Linked DNA regions of Mus musculus: region 2 is linked to region 1. The links are chromatin contacts, called in public ChIA-PET maps. All regions are on one chromosome and are shown on one strand. Each heading gives the region's core, a stretch centred on a gene start, on an enhancer-like site or on the middle of the called end of the contact. The rest is flanking DNA. Distances are from core to core; before and after follow the strand shown.

Region 1 (5,554 bases), core at 1,609-4,108:
GTGGGTAGCATGGAGCTGGCGGCAGGTGTCACAGCAGAGGGTGGGTAGGTTGCCAGGGCTCAAGCAGCTGTGTGCCTGGTAGCTCAGAGGCTCAACAGCAGGCCCATAGGCCGAGGATGCAGCTGCTTCTGCCTGCCTGTGTCGGGGGCTGGCTTGCCCGGGGCTTGAAGGGGACTCAGGGGGAGCTAAGTCTCCTGAGCGACTCAGCTCACGGCGCAGAGAAAGGAAGGAGAAAGCAGAGGGTTCTGGCTCCAGCTCCTCTTCCAGAGCCCCATATGGTGGGCTGCTGGCCCGATGCATATCATCAGCTGGCGGTTCCCAGGGCTGACCTCCAGAACCCCATAGTTTGGCACTCTGCTCCCAGAGTGGTGGCCTGTAAGCCAGCTCCACAGGAGGCGAGTCCAGCCCTGGGGAAGGCTCACCATACAGACTGGCCTCTGAGCTCTCATCTTCCTGCAGGTCCTGATACAGGTCCACTGGGGCCCCATAAGTGGCAGGTGTGCCCCGAGGGGGCAGAGGTGGTGGCTCCTCATCTTGGGCCAGGCGTTGCTGCAGCCAGGCCACACAGGAGGCTACATCCCCACTAGCCCGTCGAGCTCGGAGCAGCTCCTCGGCTGGTAGTACGCTTGTACCCAGCTGAGTCAGGACCTCACTTAGGATCTCACACTCCAACCGAAGAGCAAAGCAACCTAGGGCCACCTGCACCAGCTGGCAGGCAGGGGGTGGGGTGGTCACCATTAGGCGGTGGTTGTCCCTGCGCACGTAGCCCATCTTCTGGAAGCTTCGAGTCAGGAGCTCCTCAGAGAGTACACCCTTCAGCACATGCACATAGCCCCCTGAGAAGGTCTGTAAGGAAGGGTCCTGGTCAGACATGCACTTCCATAAAGGTTCCTAGATGTAGCCTATGTGGGTTGAGCCTGCCTTGACCTCGGTGCACTTCTGAAGCTCCTGTCCACCCCCTGATACAGTTTCTATCTGTCTGGAGTGAGCTTGGATGTCAGACATTGTTTTCCTCCAAGGGAGAACCTAAACCCTTGTGTATGCTAAGCAAGCATTGTGGTCGAGACAAGGTCCTTGTTGTATAGCCCAGCTTGACCCCAAACTCACCATCCTCCTGCCTCAGCCTACAGGAATATTCCACTGTACCTCGCTGGCAGGTAGCCTCCCACGACTGTAGTATTCCAGAAAGTCCAATGTGCTTTCTAGATCCAAGCTACCAATGGAATCAAAGCTCCAGGGTTTAAGCTTGGGTCTTTCTAAGTGTGACCGTCTACAACAGCTCTAGGCTTCCTTGGAGCACTTCTGTGCATAGCACCCTTAGGGAGAGGATGTCTACACACAAGGAGCACTGGCCAGAACACCCTCCTTAGGGCGTTGCACCTCGACTTAAGAGAAAAGGGGCTTTTCCCTAAAACCACACAGCTAGGAGGCTCTATCCTTGCCAGCTCCACCCCAACACTATTTCTGAACTATTCAGTGTGAAGGCCACGCCTGGCTGCCTCTGTCCTCTGGGGCGGATGGGTGGGCTTCTAGCTTGACAGAACTGAATGAAAGTCCTGAGATCTCAGGTATTCCCGTGGAGCAGCAGGCTGGTGGGGTGTGGAGGGGGAGACGTTACCATGACAACCGGTGGAGGTTTACCTCGCCCACGTGCATTCTGACGTCATTGCCTTCCCACTCAAAATTAGCTCAGAGCGGCCCTACCCCCTCTAAGTGGTCTGCCATCTGACCTAAGGACTAGGCCAGCCCTGGACCTGGCCGCCTAACCTGGACCCAGGCAGGAATAAGATCCCTGCTGTTCTGATCTGCTGTTCTCTTCCCAGTCTTAGCAGCCTCCTTTTACAGATGGGGACCAGTCCACATCTTAGAGGAGTTAGGATGACCATAGGACATCAAGTACCTCCCTCACCCACCCACGTCTACCCTAGAATTTCCATGGCAACTAGGGCAGTGAGACTACTTTGAGGACAGCCATATAAGTTCTAGGTGAATGACTGGTAGGCATGCATCCCAACACGCCCACGAGCCCTCAACGCAGAACCCTCCCCTGAAGAGGATCTGCAGCCCTCAAACAGCCTGGACAAGGACGGGAGTGAAGGAGCACCACTGATGCCATACCTTGATAGTGGTGAACTCCTTTCTCCAGGGCAGCAGGTACAGGTGCACAGCGGCCAGCTCTAGGAGCTCAAAGGCGCGGGCCAGATCTTGGAGGGCCGGTGCCAGGTCAGCCCGCCCCCACAGGCCATCAGTGAACAGGGCTAGCGCATCGTCCTGTAGCGCCCCGTGCAGGTCAAAGTCTTCCACCAGAATCTGCCAGAGCACCGCGCGCAGCGAGGGGTCGCCGCAAACGCCCGCGCGGCCGCGCCGCAGCTCGCGCTCCAGGCACTGGCGATAGTCCTCGGACAGTGAGCTGCTGCCCATCCTGATCAGGTCCGGGATGAGGTGTCAAACTAGAGACCATGTCATCTCAGCTGTGTGTGCGACTCTCAACCCCGCACCCAGCAAGCCCAGGGCTCCCTCCAACCTGGAAATAGGGACCTTGGCAGCTTAGCCAACTCTCGGAATCTATGGTCCCTGAGACGTGGACGCTGACAGCTCAGTGACCACAGTATTTGTAGCCTCCCCTCCCCAGGACACCTTCAGCCCCGCTTGCTGAGCGTCCTCGTATCAACAGCTCCGCTCCCACTAGCTGAACCTCTTGCAGCCAGAGCCCCTCTCCCACTGACGGTCCCCGTGGGCGGCGGTGCTACCTGCTAGTCGCCAGCTATTCCAGAGAGCTCCGCTTGGGCCTGGGTCTCTCCTCGCTCTTCCGCAGAAAGTCAAGCCCGCCCCTTGGCCTTGGTCGTGACGTTGGTGGGCGAGGCTGGAGTCGGGTGCCGCCCTTTCGGCTAAGTAGGAGGGTGGAGGTGTAGGCGTGGCCTGGGCGAAGCTGGGCGTGGCCCTCCCCTGCAGCTCACCTTTTGAAGTTCTCTCAGATTCACTAGTTAGTCTTTCAGCTAGTCTGAGTGGGAGTACACAGTGGGTGTATGATCACTGGTCGCCAAGATGTGCCTAGCGGAACCGGTCTGAACCAGGCTGGACTTTGGCTCCTCAAGCCAACCCACAGAATAGCCAAATACCGGCTAGGCGGGGCCTGTCTTGGCAGATCATGGACCAAAGGAGGTCAAACACACGTATTTAAGTACAATTTAAAACGGGTGGGGTGGTGGACTGCCCAGTGGGTATGAGCACCTGCGTGGCAGCTCATTTTTTTGTCTTTAACTCCAGTTCCCAACATCCACTTCTGGCCCCTGCATCTGGTGTTTTTGATGCACATGCATGCAAACAAAATAATTATAAATAATAGAACGGGAGGTCCTTCGGACTGCCTCTGCAGGCTTTGTTTCCTGGTCTCTGGCACTTCATTTCTTAGTCCCTGAGAAAGTCGGTTAGGGAGTATTTGAGGCAGGATGAATGTATTCACCCTCCAGGACAAGGTGTTCCTTAAGTGTGTGACCTACAGACCTTCAAAACTGACCGGGATCCTGAAATCCAAGAATTGGTCTGGGTGACCTCAGGGAAACTGTTAACCTCAACTTGCTGTGGTCTTAGGCAACTCACTCAGGACCGAAGGCACCTTCTCCTTAATCTTAAACCCTAAGCTTCGTGTAAGCAGTAGCTTTTGCTTCATCCACTTCTGGGCAGCCTGCACCCTCGATCTCTCCAGCTCACCAAGCCTAGGCCAAGTTTGATCAAATAGAACCTGGCATAGGGGAGGTATCTGTCTTCTTGAATTTCTCACAGTCAAAGGACTTCAGATCGTGTAACTAAGCAGGCCACAGTCCCCAGGTGCCCTGCTGGCTATCACTGAACATAGAGGTCTTTTGTTGTGAGCTCACCAATCCAAAGGGGAACCTTGGTTGGCTTTCGAGGTTGCTTCAACTCACAGTGACATAGTTTAACTTCTGACAAATCATAAAGATTCCATGCTTGCCTTGTTTCAAGACAAGCCTGGATCCCGCCTGCGGCAGAACAAGGGGATTAACAGAAAAAGGAAGAGGCCTTGGGGGCAGGGGTGTGACCCTGAGGTAGAACAATTGCTTGCTTTGTGTAAGGTCCCCAGGTTCAGTCTCTAGCATTGCAAAAAATTATGTTACACTAACGTCGAAGCTAATGTTCACCTGCAAAAGTGTTCTTTTCTTCTATTTGTAACTTGTAAATTATTCTGGATTGGGATGAGCCTTGAACTAACGATATTGATGTTCTTCCTCCAACCTCTCTCTCTGTGTGTGTGTGTGTGTGTGTGTGGCCCTAGCTGTCTTACAAGTATCTTTGTAGACCAGGCTGGCCTAGAACTCACAAAGAGCCACCTGCCATTGCTACTTACTTTTCTTGCTATCTCAGGGCACACAATGTGTACTCTGTACATCCTCCACACACCTTAGTTTCAGCAGGGCAGATTGGCACTAGTGAGGCCATTCAAACTCATCTTGCCTGGGACTGTAAGCTGCTTTCTTTTTTTTTTTTTTAATTGTTTTTTATTCCGTATTTTCCTCAATTACATTTCCAATGCTAGCCCAAAAGTCTCCCATACCCTCCCCCCCACTCCCCTACCCACCCATTCCACTTTTTGGCCCTGGCGTTCCCCTGTACTGGGGCATATAAAGTTTTTGTGTCCAATGGGCCTCTCTTTCCAGTGATGGCCGACTAGGCCATCTTCTGATTCATATGCAGCTAGAGACACAAGCTCCGGGGTACTGGTTAGTTCATAATGTTGTTGCACCTACAGGGTTGCAGATCTCTTTAGCTCCTTGAATACTTTATCTAGCTCCTCCACTGGGGTCCCTGTGTTCCATCCAATAGCTGACTGTGAGCATCCACTTATGTTTTTGCTAGACCCCGGACTAGTCTCACAAGAGACAGCTATATCAGGGTCCTTTCAACAAACGCTTGCTAGTTTATGCAATTGTAAGCTGCTTTCTACTCAGTCCATCCACAGTTGTGTCTTCCCAGCTCCATCACATGCAGCATTGCAGTTTCCAAATGTTTTCCTCAACCCAATGTGTGTGTAGTTGTTATTGCTTTAACTTTCTTTTTTCTTTTTTTGGAGACAGGAGCTCATGCAGCCAGGTTAGCCCACCACATTCTGTTTTTTTTTAAATGGATTTATTATTACTATTTATTTATATGTAAGTACCCTGTAGCTGTCTTCAGACACACCAGAAGCGGGTATCTGATCTCGTTACAGATGGTTGTGAGCCACCATGTGGTTGCTGGGATTTGAACTCATGACTCTGGCAGAGCAGTCGATGCTCTTAACTGCTGAGCCATCTCCCCAGCCCCACATTCTGTTTTATGGTGGGCTGGGGCTCTACCCTGGGGCGTCTTGTATGGATAGGCAGGAGCACTACTCACTGAACCACACTCCCAGCTTCGACTTGCATTTCCTTTTTTTCCTGAGACAGGGTTTCTCTGTGTAGCCCTGGCTGTCCTGGAACTCACTCTGTAGACCAGACTGGCCTCGAACTCAAAAATCCACCTGCATCTGCCTCCTGAGTGCTGGGATTAAAGGCAT
Region 2 (5,554 bases), core at 1,820-4,319, 320 kb before region 1:
ATATGGTGAGGTGGCATGTCTGTAGGTAAGAGAAATGAGGGTCTCTCTCTTAGGGGGTAATAACCTAAGTTAAAAAAAAAAGTGAAATGGAAGTTGCATGTGTGTCACTAAAAAAGTTTCACATTTTAAAAACATACATAAAACTCGCAGCGTGGTGGCACATGCCTTTAGTCCCAGCACTCGGGAGGCAGAGGCAGGTGGATTTCTGAGTTCTAGGCCAGCCTGGTCTACAAAGTGAGTTCCAGTACAGCCAGGGCTACACAGAGAAAAACCCTGTCTCGAAAAACAAAAACCAAAAAACAAAAAAAAAAAACAAAAAAAACAAAAAAACCAAAAAACAAACCTCGCAGCTCCTTGCCTAGGTAACTAAGCACAGCGTGTAGTTTGGCTAAAATAGCGTACGAAGGCCCAGTGCTTTGTTCAGCTGAGGAGTGTGCTAGCAGCAGGTGGCCATGGTGATCCTCTGAAAGTGACATTGATGCCTCCATGCAAACAAAACCAGATGGGGGGAGAGGAGCACACCAACCTCTTTATCTAGAACACATTAGAGTTCAACACAGAACTGTATGAGTGCTTAAGCAGGCCGTGGTGTGTGCCTGCCTTTAATCCCAGTGCTTAGGAGGCACAAACAAGCAGATCTCTGAGTTCAAGGCCGGCCTGGACTACAAAACTGAGTTCCGGGGCAGTCAGGACTGTTCAGGACAAAGAAACCCTGTCTTGACTGCCATTCTTCCACCCCCAATACAAAGATGTTCTTGAAAGTGAATGTGGACACAAAACTTTGTTCTGCAACTGGGAAAAGACAGCATGGTTCAAGCTCTCTCCACTGTAAAATGATAACTGAAGTGAGACCAACTGTAAACGCTACAGAATGACCACTTCGTAAATTAGAATACCTTGAGCATTAAGTTAAGCCAAGCTTAATCAACACATGCCATAAAGATGGTCAAGGTGGAAACGCCATGGTACCTAAGGCAGTCCTGGCCCCATGCACCTGTGCGTACATGGTACACAGAGCAAAGCTTGCCTTAACTCATGATCTACAGAGAGCAGAGAGGAGAAACAAAGCTGCAACTCCCATCCACCAGGGACTCTGTAAGGGCAAACAACTCTACTAGACACCAGCAACCCAGACGTATGAACCAAGCAGCTCACCCTCTCCAAGATAAACCATCCTGGCGCCTTCCTTGGAGACTCAATGTGCCACACTCCTGTCCCCACCTCATCTTTATAGTAAATATTCCAATCAGAGAGCACATAACTTCTCCAGTTGCAAAGCAACCTGAGTTACAACAGGTTCCTTGAGTGTTCATGTAAGCTCAAGGATCAGTTCTTACCAAAGACCTGTAAGGATTTCAGTGGCAGTATGTCAAATTTATATATACCTAAAGACAATTTCCTGATGGATGCAGTTATTTAGGTCTTCCTAATTGCTCAGGAATTTTCACATCCTTTAACAAATGACTTGTTGAGATCTGTCTACCCCTTCCTTTTGAGTGTGTCTCCAAGCCTGACAAAATTATTTTATTTTTAGTTCTGTGTGTATGCATACAGTCAAGTGTGCCTCTGCCTCTGAGTGTATGCATGTGTGCGTGTGTGAATGTGTGGCTTTAATATGCAGGTGCTCTCAGAGGCCTTAAGAGAAAGGTGAATTCCCTGGAGATGTTTTTGTTTGAGAAATGGTCTTACTGTAGCACTGCCTGATCCTGAATCCTACCAGAGGTGGGATTACAGATGTTTGTAATCATCACACCCAGCTATATATTTTAAATTTCAATCTGAAAAATCCCTGATTTTTCATTAATTACATTTAGAAGTAAATTTTATTTACATTTGACACCTTGCCCGAACCATTAATTCTTGTAGCTTTTGTGCAACTGTTGATATCCTGGAGTAAAGTTTATTCTGCCCTTTCCAATCTCTTGTGGCTTTTATTTTGCTACTGTGCTAGCCAACGCCTGCATAAAACTGCCAGAGGTGGGGACTTTGGTGTCCTTCTGCTGCTTTGTATCCAACCTTATATAGAATTCAGCCCTCATTATTAAATGATGGCACACAGGAATTTTTGTTGAATAAATTGTAATAAATGTTAAATTTGGTCAAAAGTCTTTGCTATGTCAACTGATGTCATAAACTTAGGGGAAAAATATAAGCAAAAGTTCTGTGACCTTGCATGTGACTATGGCTGGGGGAAATGGTTTCGTTTGTTGCAGAATCATGTGTTCAGATCTCCAGCACCTATATAAAAAGCCAGGAGTAGCAGTATTAATTTATAATCCCTACATATAAGAAGCTTGCTGGCCAGACAAATTGGTGAGTTCCAGGTTCAGTAAGAGACCATGTTTCGAAAAATGAAGCTTCAGATGAGATGTCTCACTGCACACAAGTGTCTGCTGACAAACCCAATGGTCCCGGGACCCATGTGGTAGGAGAGATCTTCTGCCCACAAACTGCCCTCTGACATAGCTGAGGAAGCATGTCCATGGGAACCTCCCCCAATCAAAGACTTCCACATGCTTGAGAAAGAACACGTGTGAGTCCTGTCTTCAATCAATCAATTGGTCAAAATAAATTGGAACGCAAGAGACAGACATGTTAACAGTTTTTCTGGCTTCCACACACACTTGTGCGCGCAAATTAATAATAATAAACTAATGTAAAAAAAGTTCCACAATAGTTAGAAGGAAACTAGAGCAACCTCAACGGGAGCCACAGTGGCACTGTGGGATTCAGCCCACCAGGAAGGTCTTACGTAGCCATTTTCTAGGTAGTAGGAATATTTTATATACTTATTATTAAAATCAATGTAATATTACATTATTAAACATTAAATCAAATATTACATTATTAAAATCAGGAAGTTGAATATAGGGAATGAAGGCCAACTGGGGAACTTGTGTTTGAGGATCCTCTATGCTCAAGAATGCTCTGTTTTATAGTCATGACGTGTGTTACTGTTGGAGAAATGGGGACTGAACAGGAAATGGTAACACCCAAGGAGCTGTGAAGCTAAGAATGCTGATGAGCAGCAAGTGTCAGAGGGGGTGCTTCAGGCGCTGACTTTTGTGAATGGGGGTAGGAGCTGCACACTGGAGAAGCCATCGAGGTTTCAGTGGTTTGCTACCCTTGGCAGCCCCAGCAACAGTTCTGTGAGAGAAACCCTGCACAGCCATGCTAGACTCTTCTCTCCTGCTATAGCAAAGGGAAGGAAAGAACAGAAAGCCCAGAGGACAATACTCACAAAGTAGACATCAGCCTCTCTGCCACTGCCATCACTAACTCCTGTGTGGTGTCCTGAGTTAAGGCGACACCCAGCTAAGGATGGGGGAGAGTGAATCAGGCTCCATATCAATCTTTCTAGCATCCTGCTCTTGGCCACAGCCTCCTGTACCTCCTGTCTGTCAGGGGTAGTCTACATTTCATACACAGACCTCAAGAACACTCCCGGAAAAAAAAAAAAATCACAGGACCCAACAGCCTGACTGTAAGCTATTGCCCTGTTGGTGGCACTCGCGCAGCCGCCTCTTAAGGTAGGCTTCAACCCCAGGGAGCAGCCATCAGATTCAGTTAAGGGGTGAATTTGTGTTTGTCCTGGAGAAACATTGGATGCTCTGGTACTGTAAAGAGCCAATAGGTATTATGGCACACAGGGTACACATAGTTTGCAAATTAGGGGATGTGCTATCCTTCCTTGAGGGACCTAATTAGACAGAGGCAGGTGCCCACCCTTAGAGCCACCTCCTGCTCACCAGTCTGCATGAGGGATGCCCGCGGTCTAGAAACCCTCTGAGAAGTGCAGAAGAGGCTTCTGCTGAGACAGATTGCCATCTGTCACAGGAGAATGAGAATGAGCCTGAACTGGACGAAAGATCTCACTTCCTGCTGAGGGGCCTTGGATAACACAGCGGCCATCTAGCTCTGTGGACAGAGCATGACCATAAGAGTAGGAGATTTGCTGGTCTCTACTAAGGCTATCTCAGTATGCAGTATATAGATGTTCCAGACATTTTTGGCACTTTCTTCTCTACATGTCAGCTTGTGTCACTAATGGGTCTGTAGCAAGATATGTGACAGAAGAGTATGTCACATAGTGTATGATTCATTTGGGAGAAAAAATTTAAAATTATGTTGCTTTTGATAACATGTGCCTTACGTGAGGAAGTAAGTTCACATTGTATAGCCAGAGCCAGTCAGTGTTCTGTCACTAGCAGGCCCTCCTTCATGAACTTTTACTCAACATTGCCACCTGGGATCCTCTGTAGTCCCTGAAGAATAGACACCTACGTACTCCATCTTGGACTGCTTTCTACAGAGTGACCAGGTAAGATAGGAAAGATCCACCACGGCCAAGCACTGCAGCGTCACACAGCAATTTCACGGGTCCTGTCAAGCTCCAGAAAAGGCCAGATTTAAGCAAGTAATCAAACAAACCCAAATCAAGTCAGGGTACCTTGCTGGGACACACACACACACACACACCCCTACCTTAAATCGAATTCATGTACACCACCCACATACATAGCCCAGGTCCTGTAGTCTCAGGAATAACTCAGCTCATTACAACTTATGTCTTCTCCAGAGTTAACAACAACCCTAACCAACCTGAAACATGTCCATGTTCCTAGGAGGCTGATATAACCCAACCTCTAGAGCTTTCATCATGGCTCACTGTAGCCTGCTACTCTCTAGAGACCAGCCTGTCTCCTGGATCCCGACTTAAGACTTTCTTGCCCTTTTACCCATTCCTGTCAAGCCATGTGACATACACCTGAAAGGCACCGCTTCTTTCATGACAACTTCTGGGACCCACACTGAAGAACTAATTCTGGGAAGAGCTTGTTCAGCTTTGTCAGTGTAGCCAAATGGCAGGACCTTCTCTCCCATCCCCCACCCCTCCCTCTCTCTCTGGGAGTTGGAGCCCTCTGGAGAATTCTTTAACAGACAAGAGCAGCAGTCAGCCAGGATGGAGAGCATCTATAAACCGAAGACTCAGAAGGCAGTGAGGAAAACTCAGGGAAGGGAGGGGGAGACTTGGATAGTTAAGTGCAAGGTGCTCCACACTGTCACACAGCTGAGGTGAAGAGTAGGCAGGAGCTGCACTAAGACAGGAATGGCTGAGTCTGAGCAAGGCTCCAACACAAGGCAGTGGGAGTAGGGTGCTTCTCTGACCTGAATGCCCACAGACTCAGCAGTATGTGATGTTTCTGAAGCCAGCCTAGTGAGAGTCTTTTTTAAAAAGTCTAGGAAACGACAGTGCAGCCTTTCCCCTTGTTCCTGCTCTACAACTATCTGACTTTGTTGCATGGAAACTTCTATGAATATACCTGAAAACCATGCCTTTGCATCTATTCGGTGTGAAACTGTCCCCAAAAGTAAGTTCATGCTACATGGATACTCAAGGGTCCCAGAGGCCCCTTTATCTGTTCTTTTTAAACAGCAGCTACATATGTCATGTTCACAAACCACTTCACAGTGAACCGAATGAGCAGATCATGTGACTCTGCAGTGTCTGCCTGTATACCACAGCACTTGCTAGTGATTACAGGGGGAGTAT

The links. ChIA-PET counts read pairs in DNA pulled down with a chosen protein or histone mark.
Region 2: an RNA polymerase II ChIA-PET map of effector CD8 T cells shows a contact between it and region 1, with 12 read pairs. The contact joins the enhancer-like site here to the promoter of Spata2l in region 1. A contact is called at or near these places in 3 of 39 promoter capture datasets (cranial neural crest, fetal liver and liver), 6 of 115 datasets of contacts at active chromatin or transcription factors (the SCID.adh cell line, bone marrow-derived macrophages, effector CD8 T cells and 3 more) and 3 of 9 other capture datasets (adipose tissue, liver and pancreatic islet).

The regions. Positions count from the first base shown.
Region 1 is chr8:123,233,400-123,238,953 of GRCm38.p6, forward strand. Spata2l (spermatogenesis associated 2-like) reads right to left here and starts at 2,859. Exons shown (of 3, transcript NM_030176.3): 1 at 2,751-2,859; 2 at 2,119-2,450; 3 at 1-846. The coding sequence starts at 2,421. 4933417D19Rik (RIKEN cDNA 4933417D19 gene) reads left to right here and starts at 1,692. Exons shown (of 3, transcript NR_045849.1): 1 at 1,692-2,154.
Region 2 is chr8:122,909,287-122,914,840 of GRCm38.p6, forward strand. All of the region lies in intron 3 of Ankrd11 (ankyrin repeat domain 11), which reads right to left. Gm39273 (a long non-coding RNA gene) reads left to right here. Exons shown (of 4, transcript XR_003947488.1): 3 at 1-5,372. Among named protein-coding and RNA genes, the nearest start is that of Gm39272, 22 kb to the right of the region's middle. Within about 2 kb of position 3,070, at least 24 of the 459 cell types and tissues checked have an H3K27ac peak or open chromatin away from gene starts, as enhancers often do. A contact at or near this core is called in the SCID.adh cell line, bone marrow-derived macrophages and effector CD8 T cells, where this site is marked.